2 separate regions of the Mus musculus genome follow, and region 1 is linked to region 2. A link is a contact called in public Hi-C data. All regions are on one chromosome and are shown on one strand. Each heading gives the region's core, a stretch centred on a gene start, on an enhancer-like site or on the middle of the called end of the contact. The rest is flanking DNA. Distances are from core to core; before and after follow the strand shown. Region 1 has its middle 69 kb from the start of Gm51629. Region 2 holds the start of Idh1 (isocitrate dehydrogenase 1 (NADP+), soluble).

Region 1 (7,188 bases), core at 3,759-6,258, 980 kb before region 2:
CCATTGGTTTGCCATATTACCCCATTTGTCATTCTTCTTGGAGGAAAATTCAGTCCCTAACATGACGTTATAATTACCAGTATCCCTAGTCGCTAATCTTCTTTGTCATTATTCATTTTGGGCAAAATCATATTGAAAACAAGGTTGCTTCTGTCCAAGTTACCTTGCAATCAGTTAAAAATCACTGAAAATACTTTAGGCTCAAGGGAATCTAATATAGCAAATAAGATAATAATTCATTTTGTAAGGCAGATGACATATGGGGATTAGGCCTGACCTTCAGATGAAAGAAACATCACTTCTGGCTAGGCGAGTAAAGGGGGCTGCTGTTCCTTTCTCAGCCAGAGAACTATATAATCCATGGAGTTGCTATTATGACTGAGTTCAACAGCAGTGTCTAAGTGGGGTCCAATTATCAGAAAGCTGCTTCTTCCTACAACATTCTTTTGATGATCATGCAGCTAGTAACAAATGCAAATGGGTCAGGCATATCCTCAGATGCCTTACCAGACAGGAAAGCCTGTTTTACTTCTTTCTAAATGATAGGCGATAGTGAATGCAATTTCTAGAACGTAATCTGCAGGAGCAAGAGCATGGGGGATATAGTTATTGCCCATCTAGCCTCTGCAGTGGGCTGTGGTAGAATGAAATCAGAGTGAATGTAGTGTGCCAATTTCCCATAACCAAATTAATTAAATTGCAATGTGCAAGCAAGTTGATCTCCAAAGATGAGTCATTATAACTTAGGGTTTCACGTCATGTACAGCTCAGGACATCAAAAGGACTCCTTTAATAATGAAGCATTGCCACAGAGAAGTAATAAACTTTCTCTTGTTCAAATTAGCCCTTTTACCTTCTCTGACTCGGTGACACCTTCTCACTGAGCAAGGAATCTTGGCTGCCATTCTCCCTCTGCAGAGCTGTACTCTGGCCAAGAGAAGCAGAGAAGAGCTGTTCTTGAGAAGTGATGCTGTTTGCACAGCATGAAACTTAAAGCCAGGGAGACCTAAAACTCTAGATGCCAAACAGGGGAGGGGAGATGCCCCTACAGGTCTTGTCAGTTTCTTAGAAGCCAAATGTTCTGTGGATAACTTCAGCTCCAAGTATCTCTGCTGGGAAACGAAGGGACTGTTAAAAAAAAAAAAACTGGAAAGGGGACCAACAGTCAGAGTACAAGTATGCCGGGACAGATAAGTATGCAGGGCTGGATTGCTCTTAAGACAGAAGCCTGTCTGCCTCTAGGACAATGGGAATAATTTAGAGGTTTTGGATTTTTTCACTAACACATGACTATTTTCTTGTATAGCAAGTAACAAGTCTTGTCTTATGATGATTAGACTGGAGCATGCTAAGACTTTAAACACCTCTTAGGTTTCAACTGCCTCCTCTTAGGTTTCAACTGCCTCCAGAGTTATAGGAAAAGATGTAAGTGTTTGTGATCCCACTGTCAAAGTTGCCATTCTTTTTCCTGTACTTAAAGCATGTTGATAATGCTTGGAATAAAAATAAATAAATTATAAGGACAAACAAATTTGTTAACACACTGGAGATTTTTTAAAAAATAATTCTCCCTAATTTCTCAGACTCTTATGCTTGCAAACTCAAACTTACCTAACCACACACACACACACACACACACACACACACACACACACACACACACACACACGAGACAGAGAAACCCTCACCTTTAAGCACCAAGATGCATTTAACTTATTACCTCATACTAAAAATAACCAATATAATTAAGGTAACCATTTCCATTTTGCGTGTCATTCTTCAAAACAAAAATCATACTGCTTGCAAAGGTCAAAGATAAAATCTTCTACTATTTAGAGGTCAAATAATTTTGAAGTGATTTTTTTACCATTTAGAATGAGTCTTTGATTTTAAAGTTATGAGACTAAGGAATAAAGTATAGTTTGCCATAAAGAGGGATGCCAAAAGCTGCCTATCCGTGTACACAGGCCCATCCCTAGTGCACTGTGAATTCACTGATGCAGAATGTAAAAATCAACAGAGGATGTGATATGCTACAAACAATTGTACATGCATGTCTCATATTAGAACATAGCATATGCCCCACCATGAGGACCTTTAATGAAGATATATTTGTTTATCATTATTTACCCCCTTTCTCAAGATTTCCATTTACCAGTTTAAAACCTCAAGCTTTTATTTTTGATATTATTTGATATTATTAGATGTTACCTTAGAATAAATTTTATTATGTTGAGAAAACTGGAACTAACTCTTAATCAACACTTAACATGTTGTACAGGATGAGTGAATTTTTGTATTATAAGCCCAGCAGTGTTTTTATTACACACTCTGTAGATTTTATCCTTTCAGGGGAATATTTTAGAGTTAAAATTACAGTCCTGATGTTTCTATAGGTTGAAATAATGAGATTGTTGGAGGGTGACTTTCAGCTGTCAAATCCAATGAAATTTGCTTCTTAGGGTAAAGCTGGTCTGTAGAGTGAAAAAGGAAGAATTTGAAATGAATATCTCAGACAAGACTGTAAAAGAGTAGAGAAGAACTACATATAAGAGTTGTTTCAGTTACTAGATTGAACTTATTTTAAGAGGCAATTACTGAACCTTTTCTTGATTGACATGCCATTTAATTCAAGTTTGTGATGTTAAGAATCAAATTCAGAGAGCTGGAGAGGTGGCTCTGCCATTAAGAGTACTACTGGCTAGTCTTTCCAGTGGTTCTGAGCTCAATTCCCAGCAACCACATAGTGGCTCATAATAATGGGACCTGATGCTCTTTTCTGTCATGCACTATGTATGCACACAGAACATGCATATATAAATATAATTTTTTAAACAATAAAATTGAGGTTTAAGCAATCACCTCAGTACCTCAGAGATGGATTTAGGATGTCACCAGATCTCTTTATTCCCCTTTCCAACTTGTCCACTTTGAATACATCTCCCTTTTTTTCCCCTATAAAATAAATAAATAAGGAAATAATCACATAGAGTACTGTCGCTACTATTCAAAAGAATGACCATTGTCGTCTTGCCATCACAATGAATGGCTATTTTTTAATGAAGATCTTTGAGGTGAAAGGACATGAACTTTTCATACTGTACTTGAGCACCAAGTTTATCAATGAACATCCATGTTTGTTTCTAAATGTGGAAACAACCCAGCTGTAGTACTACATCTGCATGAAAATATAAGTAGCCGTGAAATTTACATACCAAGATCAAAGTTTTCAAGCATCAAATCATGGATTAAATTTCATTGACTACTTATCAACTTATGTTTCTTTAAACATATCAGCCTTAATTTAAATGTCTATTTATATCAGTTACATTTGTACTTCTCCCTTTGATGTGCTGTATAGCAATTTCCTGAGAATTGAAGTATTCCATTCTGGAAGGCAGCTCTTTAAGACTTAGGAACTTTTAAATGGAGGCTTTTCAAAAGTAAACAAACAAGTCTCAGGAAGTCCCTGAAGCTTACGAAATGCACTAGGCTTCTCTATTCCCTCCTAAGGTTATGTAATTAGTAAGGATTACTAAAGAGATGCATTTATTCAGTCTGTCTAGCTGCCTATAAGTTTTGCAGACAGTTTCGAGATTCCAGCTTTCATAAATCATTACCATAGCTTTGGGTGAGGAACTGCCTTTAAGTCATCTGAACGATAGTAGTTAATACCCGACCCTTACTTCTATTAAGTAACTCCTAAAAAACATACTGGTATACGAAGTTGGACTGTGATGGTATCACTACATTGGTCTGTCATCTGTGGTGAGTTGTTGTTTATCTATGTCTCCCTAAAAATAGAGTAACACAACAAACATTTAAATTCATATGATTCGCACTGAGAATCACAGGTATTCACGTAATGCTTAATCTCTTCTACATAGGCTTATACAAAGTCATCCTCCACCAAGGACTTAGACACACCGAACAAAGGTCAATTTTTTTGACTCAAGTTGATGTTAATTTTCTGTAGAAGGCAATATCATAAGAAATACTCACGAGTCCAGGTTTGAGAGATTGTTCAATGATTAAGAGCACTAGGTGCTATTCCAGAGGACCCAGGTTCAAATCCCAGTACCTATATGGTACCTTACAACTGCCATGTAATTCTAGTTCCAGAGTATCCAGTGCCCGTTCTGGATTCAGCATGCACATTTGATACAGGTAGACATACAAGCAAAACACCCATATACATAAAGATATACAAAAGAATATTTAAAATTAATCTACAACATTTCAACATTTTTCAAATAATTATTTAGCTGTATAGAACCCAAACACTTCACATTAGTTAATACATAAAATTAATATTTCATTAATTAAAAGTTAAAATAATTATAAACAGTGTCATGTAAGTCCTTTGTTAAAAAAATTAACATAACCCATTCTCTATTTTTATGAGCATATAGTGTAAATTAATGCTTTGTTCAATGCAATGTAAAAAGTAATTTGAGCATTCAAGGCTCTGGGCGCTATGCAATATTGAAAGATAAACCAAATTTCCAGGCAAGCTTCAGAGGAAAATGGATTTCTTTAAACTATGTACTTTCCTCAGATCTTCTCTTAATAGTTGCCTTCATCAAATAAACACAGAATCCAGAAGCCAATTGGCAGTCGACATGTGAAATGCACACAGAATGTTTTAAATGACAAATGGAATATATGAATTCTGTAAGTCTGGTCTTTCAGAGCAATGAGTAAGTTACTCAGAATTTAAAATTATTTTTATTGTGAGTAAGTTAGCATAAGAGTTGTTTTCTGGCTGCTAATGTGTTAACTCCAGCAAAGTCTGTGTGAGGATTTTTTTTCTGTGCCATGTACCAAAAACATATTGTTCTCTAGCATTCTTTCCTTTACACAGATATTTCTTTAACCTTGGCATTCCTAAGTCTAGTTATTTTTTTCAACATTATCAGACATTGGAAAACTAAAAAATGTTCTAGCTTGAATTCTCCTCCCATATGTGGTATAAGAATGTGGTTGTCCTTATATCTCTGCTCAAACCTTTTATGAATATTATTCCTAGCTAGGTCATTATCTGCAGTATGGTTTTAGGTTTCCTTGACAACCACAGGATCTTAGAATTTCTCAGTATCTTTTTTTTCTCCCACTTGTCACATTTTACATTTTTGTTCTTATAATTAATCTTTCAAGTAGCTTCACTTTATCTTTATTTTCATGCTTTCCAAGTTAATTGCCCACATTTTCATATATATTATATATCCCATCTCTTTGATGGTATTAATTCATTTCACTCTCATGGTAAGAAGTGAACTGATCTGAACTACAAATGCGTAGGTTCCTCAAATGTGTTCGTTCTCAAGCCAAATAATTTATAATAAAACTGGAAATTCAGAAACTGAGATTGTTGCAGATGTCAAAATTTATATTATTTTGCTTGTTCTTAGATGTAAATATGAAATTTCAGTACCTGGTATAGCTTATATGCACTTTGCTTTTAAAAGATGTATATTGTTGTTGGTATTAATGTCAAATTGCCACAGATTAAAATCATATGAGTAGAGAGTCAAACCTGAGGAAGTGTCCTGGTTGATGGAGAAAGACCTCTTCCCCCATTGTGGGCTACACTTTCTAATAGCTGCTTAGATTTTAAAATGGTATTTGAGAAAGACCAAAGTATTGCACCTTTTGCCAGAGTTCCCTCCCTTCTCTCCTGCCACTCGGCAGATTCACCCAAGTGCTATTGCTTCCTTCACTTAGAGTAGAACCAGAATTTCTCGAGTTTTCATTGTGGACAAAGGACCCATGGCTCTCTGGAAACCTTCAGGAATTCAGGCAGGTTGGATCCAGTACCTATTCTGTGAACTAACGTTACCCATTGAGAGACCACACCCAGCCTCGAAGACTAAGGCACTACGTGGTTCTTGAAATCTATGGTGTGGTTTAAATTCTCTTGGTTCTGTTCCTCAGGGGAATCCTCACTAAAACAATGTATATTATTAAGTTTTAAAATTATGTGCACATGAGTACAGATGCTCTGAGGCCAAAGATTTCCCTGGAACTGGAATTAGGTGGTTGTCCCCTCGTAATAGCGCCACCGAAGTTTGTTCCCTACAAGAATAGAAAGTACTCAACTGTTTGGCTATTTCTCCAGCCCCTTATGTGTACATCTTGTCATTGAGATGCTGTTTCTATCAAAGTTACACAGTAGAGCATTCAAATAATGAGTTTTAGAATTGGGAAAAAGTCCTGAAATTGAACCTGTGTTATCTTTTTACTAGTCATTGATGTTTTTCATAAATTTACTTATGTTTGAATGTAAAGTCCTTCTTGAAGTGCTTAGAACTGTTTGAAATCATGTAAATAGCTAAGAGGCTTTAACTGAACTAGTTCTCCTAGACATGTTAGAAAAGTTGTTTCCTCTATTTTGAGTACTTTTATCTCACCTTTTTACATTTGATTTCTCAACTTCATTTTATAGCATTTTATAGGAAAAAAAATCAATATTCCATCCTTCTCTCTTTTGACTCAATAAGCCCTAAATTGTTTATTTTTCCCTTTCCCTTTTTGGACTTTAAATGTTTCATTTAGGTAAAGGCAAAGTAGGGGGCTATGAAGTAGGGGCTACGTACAACTTCTGAAATGGGATGTTGACATAAATACTTCATACACAGATTTTTTTTATTAGTTAACCCTTGGTCTTTTTGTTTGTTTTTTTTTTCTTGCACTTAAAATTTTGTATATTTTACCCAACTATACAAGCAAAGGAATCATGTATTACATCTGAAGCTACTCAAAGACCATTTTATTCCCTGCTATCTTTCTGAATGGGAGGAAGAGAAGAAAGGAAGACAGAGAGGGTAGTTGTAGTTTCCTGTCTTGGATGACATTTTCGATGGCAACATGACTTTACTGTTATGCAATGGAGACATCCTAGCAAGGAGAAATGTGTGTCATTCCAAGGGACCAAATATGTTAAATCTCTTTGCTTTTCAGGCTACTGTTCTTTACCCAGCTTCCATCAAACACACATCACACTGATTCCATTTTTGGACAGTTTTCCTCAGAAACAAATGTATTCATTGTGTTTGAAGTCTTAGTCCTCATAAAGATATAGCGTAGTTTGTGGTGTCTTCTTTTTTCTAATTATACATCAATGCGTAGCATGTGTTACATGTATGCACCGAATTCAGGAGGATTAATCATAGCAGCTCTGTTAGAACT
Region 2 (6,948 bases), core at 73-2,572:
AGTGTCTCAGATAGTCAATCCATGCTTAGCACATATTTAGAACTTGGTTGAAGATGCTTATATTTAAATTCACCATGGCTCTGTATTCCTATGCATTCTTCTTACTTTTGCCATCACCTATAGTCAATACTTCTTATTGTGTTTTATTCTTCGTTTCTTGAATTTATTCTAAAATGCTTTCTGGAACAAGAATGGCTATGAATACTTACTTTTAGTAATATAAACAATATGTGCCTGATGGTAGTAAGTAACGTTTTTTAAAGTGATTTAAAGTGAGATTAGAGGTGAAAGTATAAACTCACACACTCTCTAATCATTTTATAGGAATAAACGGAGGTCACAGCTAATACCCAGTTAATCAACATTAACAGCTGACACCACGTATGAGTCCTTTTCCACATAGCGCCCTCTAGCGTCCAAAATGAATCTTACTAACTGCCGTGAATTCATAACTTTTCAACACAATGCTGGTTGTTTTAAAAGTCCATGAAGCGTTGAATCTTGACCAATCAAGGATGACCTATTGTCCTACAAGTCATAATGTTCTCCTTTTCAAGACTAAGGAATACAGACAGAAAAATCTCTGGAAAGATTGGAATACGTTTAACCCATTCTTAGAATTCTAAGATTTATATCGTGTATCTCTAGTGCAGCTTCATCGCAACCCAGAAAATAAACCTCACTGTCTTCCATGACAAATGGTGAGTGAAGCTTATTTATAAACAGCAACAGTTGGGAATACGGATCATTGGTAGTGGAGGGAATTATTGGGGTGGAATGGTGAAGCTCTGTAAAAGCCTCAGCATGAGAATATGAATGGTTTTACTCATATATGTATTTGTGTGTAGGGTATTGTTTGTTCTTGATTTTGAAATGGAAAATGCGCTCTGTTTTAGCTTTTGCATTAAGGTAGAATCTGTAGTCCTCACACGCCTTTAAGAAACCTCAAATGCACATTCTTCAAAGGGCACAGTCCAGCTCTAAGAGGCATCCGGAGACTCCAGGAAGGGATCCAGTCTAGGGAGGGCTCCCTCTTTTGTACCTTTTGCAGAGAACCTGGATACTCAACGCTGGGATTCCTAGATTGTTGCGGAGCCCAGAACACTCGGTCTCGGCGCTTCCGATAGCCTGTCAGTAGGTGGCGTCCTCGCTCCTCAACTGCAGGGTGTTCCCGAGGAATCTCCGCGGCGTGGCAGTCCCATCCCCCACCGGGAACAGCGGACCGCTGCATCCCAGACTTAATCTCAATCTATGCCTCGGCCCACCCCACAAAGTCGGAGGCGGCGAATGGCGTCGTGGAGGGGGCGGGGCTTCGGGAGGTGGGCTGAGGGGGTGGGGCCTGGGAGGAGACAAAGCCGGGAAGAGTTAAACAGCCTTGACCCTGCCGCTGGGCTTCCGAGCGAAGGTTGTGGCAGATGCTGATCTAACTGGGGCCGGCTTATTACAGCTTGTGTGTACGCGCGGGTGTGAGCCGGTGAGTAGCTGGGGCGCCTCCGGCTGCAAGCGGGCGCTCCTTCCCCTCCCTACAGGTGCCCCAAGGCTTAGAGCGGCAGCCGCCGCCCCTTACTATTAAACTATTCCGTTGAAAGCTGGAGTGAGAAAAAAGGAAGAAACCCCAGGTCTTGGCTGTGCAGAGATGAACTCAGTGGCAAGGCCCTGGTGCACTCAGGGACGCTTCCAGAGTTTGGGCGTAGAGAAGGGAAATGGGAGTAGCAGAGTGCTGCTTGCCTATCTGTATAGAAGGGCGCTTCCGAGGTTGGGATCGCTTTGGGAGGCGAGGACGTTGCAAGCAGTGACAAGTGGCAAGGCACCCGCGGAGGAGAATTTAGCTTTGAGGTGGACGCACAGAACTCTTGAGTGTTGGGTGTAAAAGGACTAGGCAGGAAAGCTGGTTGCAGAAAGGGTGTAAGCCAGGAATTTAGGCGTGTACTCCCTTCAAGGTTCAGGGGTGGGACCTGCCTTGTGGTCGGAGAAGAGCTAATGAGAGTGCAAGAGAGGGAGGGGATGAAGGTAGGCGGAGCCTCCAGCTTCAGTCTGTAGTGTTTGCTTAGCCACTTGGGGGCGCCCTGGGGTCTCGATTCCAGATGCAGCCATCTCAGTGGACCTCGTATTTAAAAGGTCCTGGCAGTGCTGAGAGGAGGGGCTGGTGTGGGGATCTGGAAGGAGGAACCGAGTCAGCTTCATTAGCAGAGCTTGCACAACGCCCACATGGATATCTCCTGTCTCAGTGTCACCCGAGGTCGAGCAAACCCGAGACCTGCAAAAAGCCAAAGAGCCGGGCGCTCACTCTAGGACTCACCGTCCTGTGGTGTGAGCGTGTGTGCGCACCAATATTTGTACTCCTGTGACCTTTATTTGGAAGGCTCCTGCCCTTTGCCCCTCTGGATACACTCAAGCACTGTACTTTAAACCAGATAAACTGGGCTGTAAGGCTGATATTAAATACAAATCCTCCTGGCAGGGGTATTTGTATGTTAAGACTTTCTGTTCCGGATCTTGCTTTGTTTTAGGAGATAAATTGAAAGGACACTTGTTTAAGTCATCAAAATTGAGAGGCCTTGTTATAATTGCAAGTCCGTTCACCATCAAGATAAGAATTAGCAATTTTGCCCTCTAATCTGATATCTTTAATGTGACCACATTGTATAGTTAGTTGGGCGTTAGTGCAAGTGTAGGCACTGGGAAAAGAGAGAAGCAGGAATTTTTCGACAATATACTGCAACTACTTCCTTAGAGTCCCCACATGTTTTGCAACTTGAACTTGGCTGGAAAACAAAAAGATCGGCTCAAGATAGAAACTTGAGATTTATGGAAGTAAAATTAAGTATGGCAAAGGGTTCCTATTGCTTAACTAGTCTATTATGTTTGTTTTCTGGAATTGCACAGGCTGTCAGATTGGAAACTGGCTGCCTTCAGACTATGTAAATAAGCTGGTAGCTATTAGGCTTGGATCAAACTTTCCTTTAAAAGTTGGGGTTGGGTGGGATCAGAAAATGTGAGACCCAAGAAGTCAGGGAATCTAGGGGTACCTAAAGCCCATACATGCCATGGAAATCAAATCCAGAAGTGTGATAGTAGTTACAATACAGCTTCACTTCTTTAATTAACAAGTGCTAAAAAAAAAAAAAAAAAACTAAATAGATAAAGGGAAGGAAATCTGACGTTTATCATTCATTGGTGAATTCTGAGATATAAAAAGATTACATCAGAGTATATACACACCAAGAAGGAAATAACAAAGCAAATAAAAAAGTTCAGACATTCCCGGCATTGTGATATTTTATTAGCTGTATTTGCCATCGCAGAAAAATAGCCTAGTCATAACTGTTGTGTAATGCCGTGTAGGAACATGACCGTGAGAGTGCAGTATCAAAACTGAGATAAGTTAGCTGTCTCTCTAAAGTATGGCCATGGTGAAAATGGAATTAATTATGAACTCTGTGATCTACTGCAAGTTAATCTTTAAGTTGTATCTCATGGGTGGTATTGGTTCACCCACACCAGCTTGTTGATTTCTTTTAACTGGCTTCCAGAAACTTCCCTGGTGATGGACTCAGGGTACAAATTCAATACTAGAAATAGGATGCTAGAAATGCAAATCTCAGACATAAAAATGGGATTTGAGAGTTGGGAAATATTCCTGACTTCTTGTGAGGTGCTGAGACCTACTGTCTAATAATCATTTCCCTTTAAAAAAAAATTAAGGATCAAATTAGTTTCAAGACAGCTTTAGGTTGTTATCTAATTGCTTTAAAGTCTTTCTGTTCCTCAGCTATAACATTGATCTATATGCCACTGCATTTCTGGAAAGAAAGTTCCCAATATAGTGTCACTTGTGTGACAGAACAGGGCACTTGTTGCCTAGGGAAATGCAACACACGTAGCCCATACAGGGATCCTATGACAGGACAAAGTAGAGACACCACCAAAATCCAACTTGGTGAACCAATAAGTACTGTTGGGATTACTTTACCCGAATATGGGTAAGGAGCAAAAATGGCTCTGCATCACCTCACCCCAGCATGGGTGAGAACTCACAAAAGCTGGGAACCCGGTGCAGACTACACAGCCTGCTGGCAGCTCAAGGGTTGGAGACTGTCCTTTCCAGGTGGCCGGCCTGGGTCGGGTCTTCTCCAGTCTAAGAGTCTCAACTTTTATTGTTTACTCTGTCAGGGTGGGGCCTATCAACTCTGTTCAGTTTCAGAGACATCCTGAAACTATATTTTTAGTTCTTTACCTGCCTGTTTAAAGAGCTTAGTGTAGGATAGAATGCTTCAATTACAGAGGAAATGGTTACACAACCGTTCCTATAAGGAATAGACACTCTCAGAGGTTCAGGGACCCTTTGCCTCCTGAATACAAGCATGTTATTCTTTAAGCCTTGAAGTTTCTCTTTTTCCAAGCAGTCATCTTTGACCTTTATTGGAATCAGATAAATTAATACTTTTGGTTTGTTTTGAGACAGGGTTTCTAGTGTAGCTCTGGCTGTCCTGGAACTTGCTCTGTAGACCAGGTTGGTCTCAAACTCAGATCCACTTGCCTGGCATGCACCATCACTGCCTGGCAAATACTTTTTAAAGTGATGGCCTTCCTAGAACAATGTAGTGTCCCATCATACAAACAGCAGCTCTTGCCCCTGAAAAGCCAAGGGATAAGCCTGTGTACTAGGAAGGGGCCTTTCTGTCTCCTGATTTCTCTATCTGAGAAATCACTTTAGTAATATTTATTCATCTCTAAGATAACAGATCTGCTCTTGTAATGGTTGAGATAATGATTGCATTATTAAGGGTGTGTTTCAGGGTCACGTTCCCCTACACTTTAGCCAGATGGCCTTGGTAAGGCTCTCAAGAGGTAAAATAATTTCTTACAGAGTCATCTTATAGTCCTGATTCAGAAGCAGCAGGAAAAGAATTGTAGCTGTGTCTTGCACAGAGAAGTTCTCAGTTGTGTTGGTAAATGTAATTGTGATGATCTAAATAACTGTGCTATTATAAATTGTTCTTTTTTAATAGTCACCAATTCATTGATACATTGTTTCTACTTTATAACGTGACAAGGTACAAACCTTTTCTTTCTTTTTTTTTTTTTAAATTAGGGTTATTGAAGTAAAAATGTCCAGAAAAATCCAAGGAGGTTCTGTGGTGGAGATGCAAGGAGATGAAATGACACGAATCATTTGGGAATTGATTAAGGAAAAACTTATTCTTCCCTATGTGGAACTGGATCTGCATAGGTAAATAAATTAATTGTTCTTCTCTGTAGCTAGCAAACTCAGAAACAATTGTTATCTCAAATTGTACCTGGCATTGTTTTTTTTTTTTTTTTTTACATATAAAAATACCTGTGTTTGTGATTAAAGGTTTTAAATTTTTTGTTGTTATCTGGGTTGGGTTTTTGAATTTTCTTTGAGACATAGAGACTTGCCTTGTAGCTAAGATTGACCTTGAACTCACAAAAGTCCTCCTGCCTCAGCTTCTCAAATGCTAGGACAACAGTCATATACCACAATTCTTAGCCAAAGCTTATTTTTTATCTTAAATATATGCAGGTGAATCTGTTTTTTGAATTTGTGTGTGTGTGTGTGTGTGTGTGTGTGTGTGTGTGTGTGTGCGCGCGCGCGCGTGCTCCCGCGCAGGGACATTCCACAGCACACATCCTGCAGCACACATCCCACAGTGGTGATCAGGGCAACCAGCTGATGGAAGTGGATTCTCCCCTTCTACCACGTGGTCGCAATGGATCGAGCTATCAACCTCAGATCATCAGGCTTAGGAGCAAGAATCCTCCTCCATTGAGCCATTGCCCCTCAGCCCTCAGGGAGTCTTCTATTTTAGCCTACTATTAGAAAAAGTGGGCTTGCCATTATTTCAAAGTTAAGCCCTATAAAAGAAACGTAGTGAATTTTGAGGCATGTCTTTGCCCTGTGAATGTCTTCGCACATCAGCTGTCTAGAGCAGTCGGTGTATTACTTGTGGAAGGAAAAAAATAGGGGACAAAAGGTGACCTAAATGCTGAGAACTCCTGATTGTCCTTCCCAGCTGGCTCTTCTGTGTCCACTGAGTCAGTGGGCGGGGCTTTCCTTTTCCTCCTGCATCTTCTGTTCTCTTCATGCTACTTGCCAGAGTACACGCACACACACACACACACACACACACACACACACACACACACACACACACTCCCCGAGCAGCAGCTCCCTAGGAGTCCTGTGTGCCTTCACCCTGTGTTTGCTGGGTTAAGAGGCAGATTAGGAAGTAGGTTATTTATTCTCTCCCTTTTTCCTGGTGTTTGTTTTTCCTTTTTCCCTTTTTTTTTCTTTTTGTTTTTGTTTCTTGTTTTTTTGTAACCATGTCCTGGAACTCGCTCTGTAGGCCAGGCTGGTCTTGAACTGAGAGACCCACCTGCCTCTGCCTCCAAGTGCTGGTACTAAAGGTGTGTTTCACCACCTACTGACCTGTCTGCTCCTGGTGGTTTTCATAAGCTTGCTCCTTGCCCTTTTGCACATTTGAACTAATTAGAGATGCTTTTTTTTAAATGGTGAAGTGGTCAAAGGCTGGCATGGTATAATGTTGAGCAATATATTTAAGGCAAACTATTGATGTCTGCCTTTGCCTTGGCCCAGAATCACTCTGTACACATCCTATTGCTAAGTTGGGTACAGATATTTAGTTCACGTTATGTCATTAGCTACCTTTTGATTGTGTAAATCTATGCTGCTGCTACTGTCTATATTATAGTCAAAATAAGATCAATATTGTAGTTGCCTAAGACCCCCTAAGCATAGAGGAATGACGGGGGGGGGGGGGGCATTTTAGTAACTTTTCGTTCAGAACTTTGCATGGCAATAAGTGAACCTACACCCCACCTCACCCCCAACACACACACAGCATGGAGACAGGGATTGCTTTCAGAGTTTTTAATTTTAAGTTAGGCTACATGTGTGTATTT

Evidence for each region. A called contact is a pair of places that touch in the nucleus more often than the background predicts.
Region 1: a contact with region 2 is called in a Hi-C map of Sertoli cells, with 4 times the contacts expected there. The contact joins the enhancer-like site here to the promoter of Idh1 in region 2. A contact is called at or near these places in 1 of 39 promoter capture datasets (cranial neural crest), 2 of 484 Hi-C or Micro-C datasets (Sertoli cells and embryonic stem cells) and 1 of 115 datasets of contacts at active chromatin or transcription factors (pancreatic cancer cells).

Annotation. Positions count from the first base shown.
Region 1 is chr1:66,158,546-66,165,733 of GRCm38.p6, reverse strand. No RefSeq gene overlaps it. Among named protein-coding and RNA genes, the nearest start is that of Gm51629, 69 kb to the left of the region's middle. Within about 2 kb of position 5,008, at least 6 of the 459 cell types and tissues checked have an H3K27ac peak or open chromatin away from gene starts, as enhancers often do. A contact at or near this core is called in Sertoli cells, where this site is marked.
Region 2 is chr1:65,173,516-65,180,463 of GRCm38.p6, reverse strand. It overlaps Idh1 (isocitrate dehydrogenase 1 (NADP+), soluble), which reads left to right and starts at 1,322. Exons shown (of 9, transcript NM_010497.3): 1 at 1,322-1,474; 2 at 5,096-5,233. The coding sequence starts at 5,112.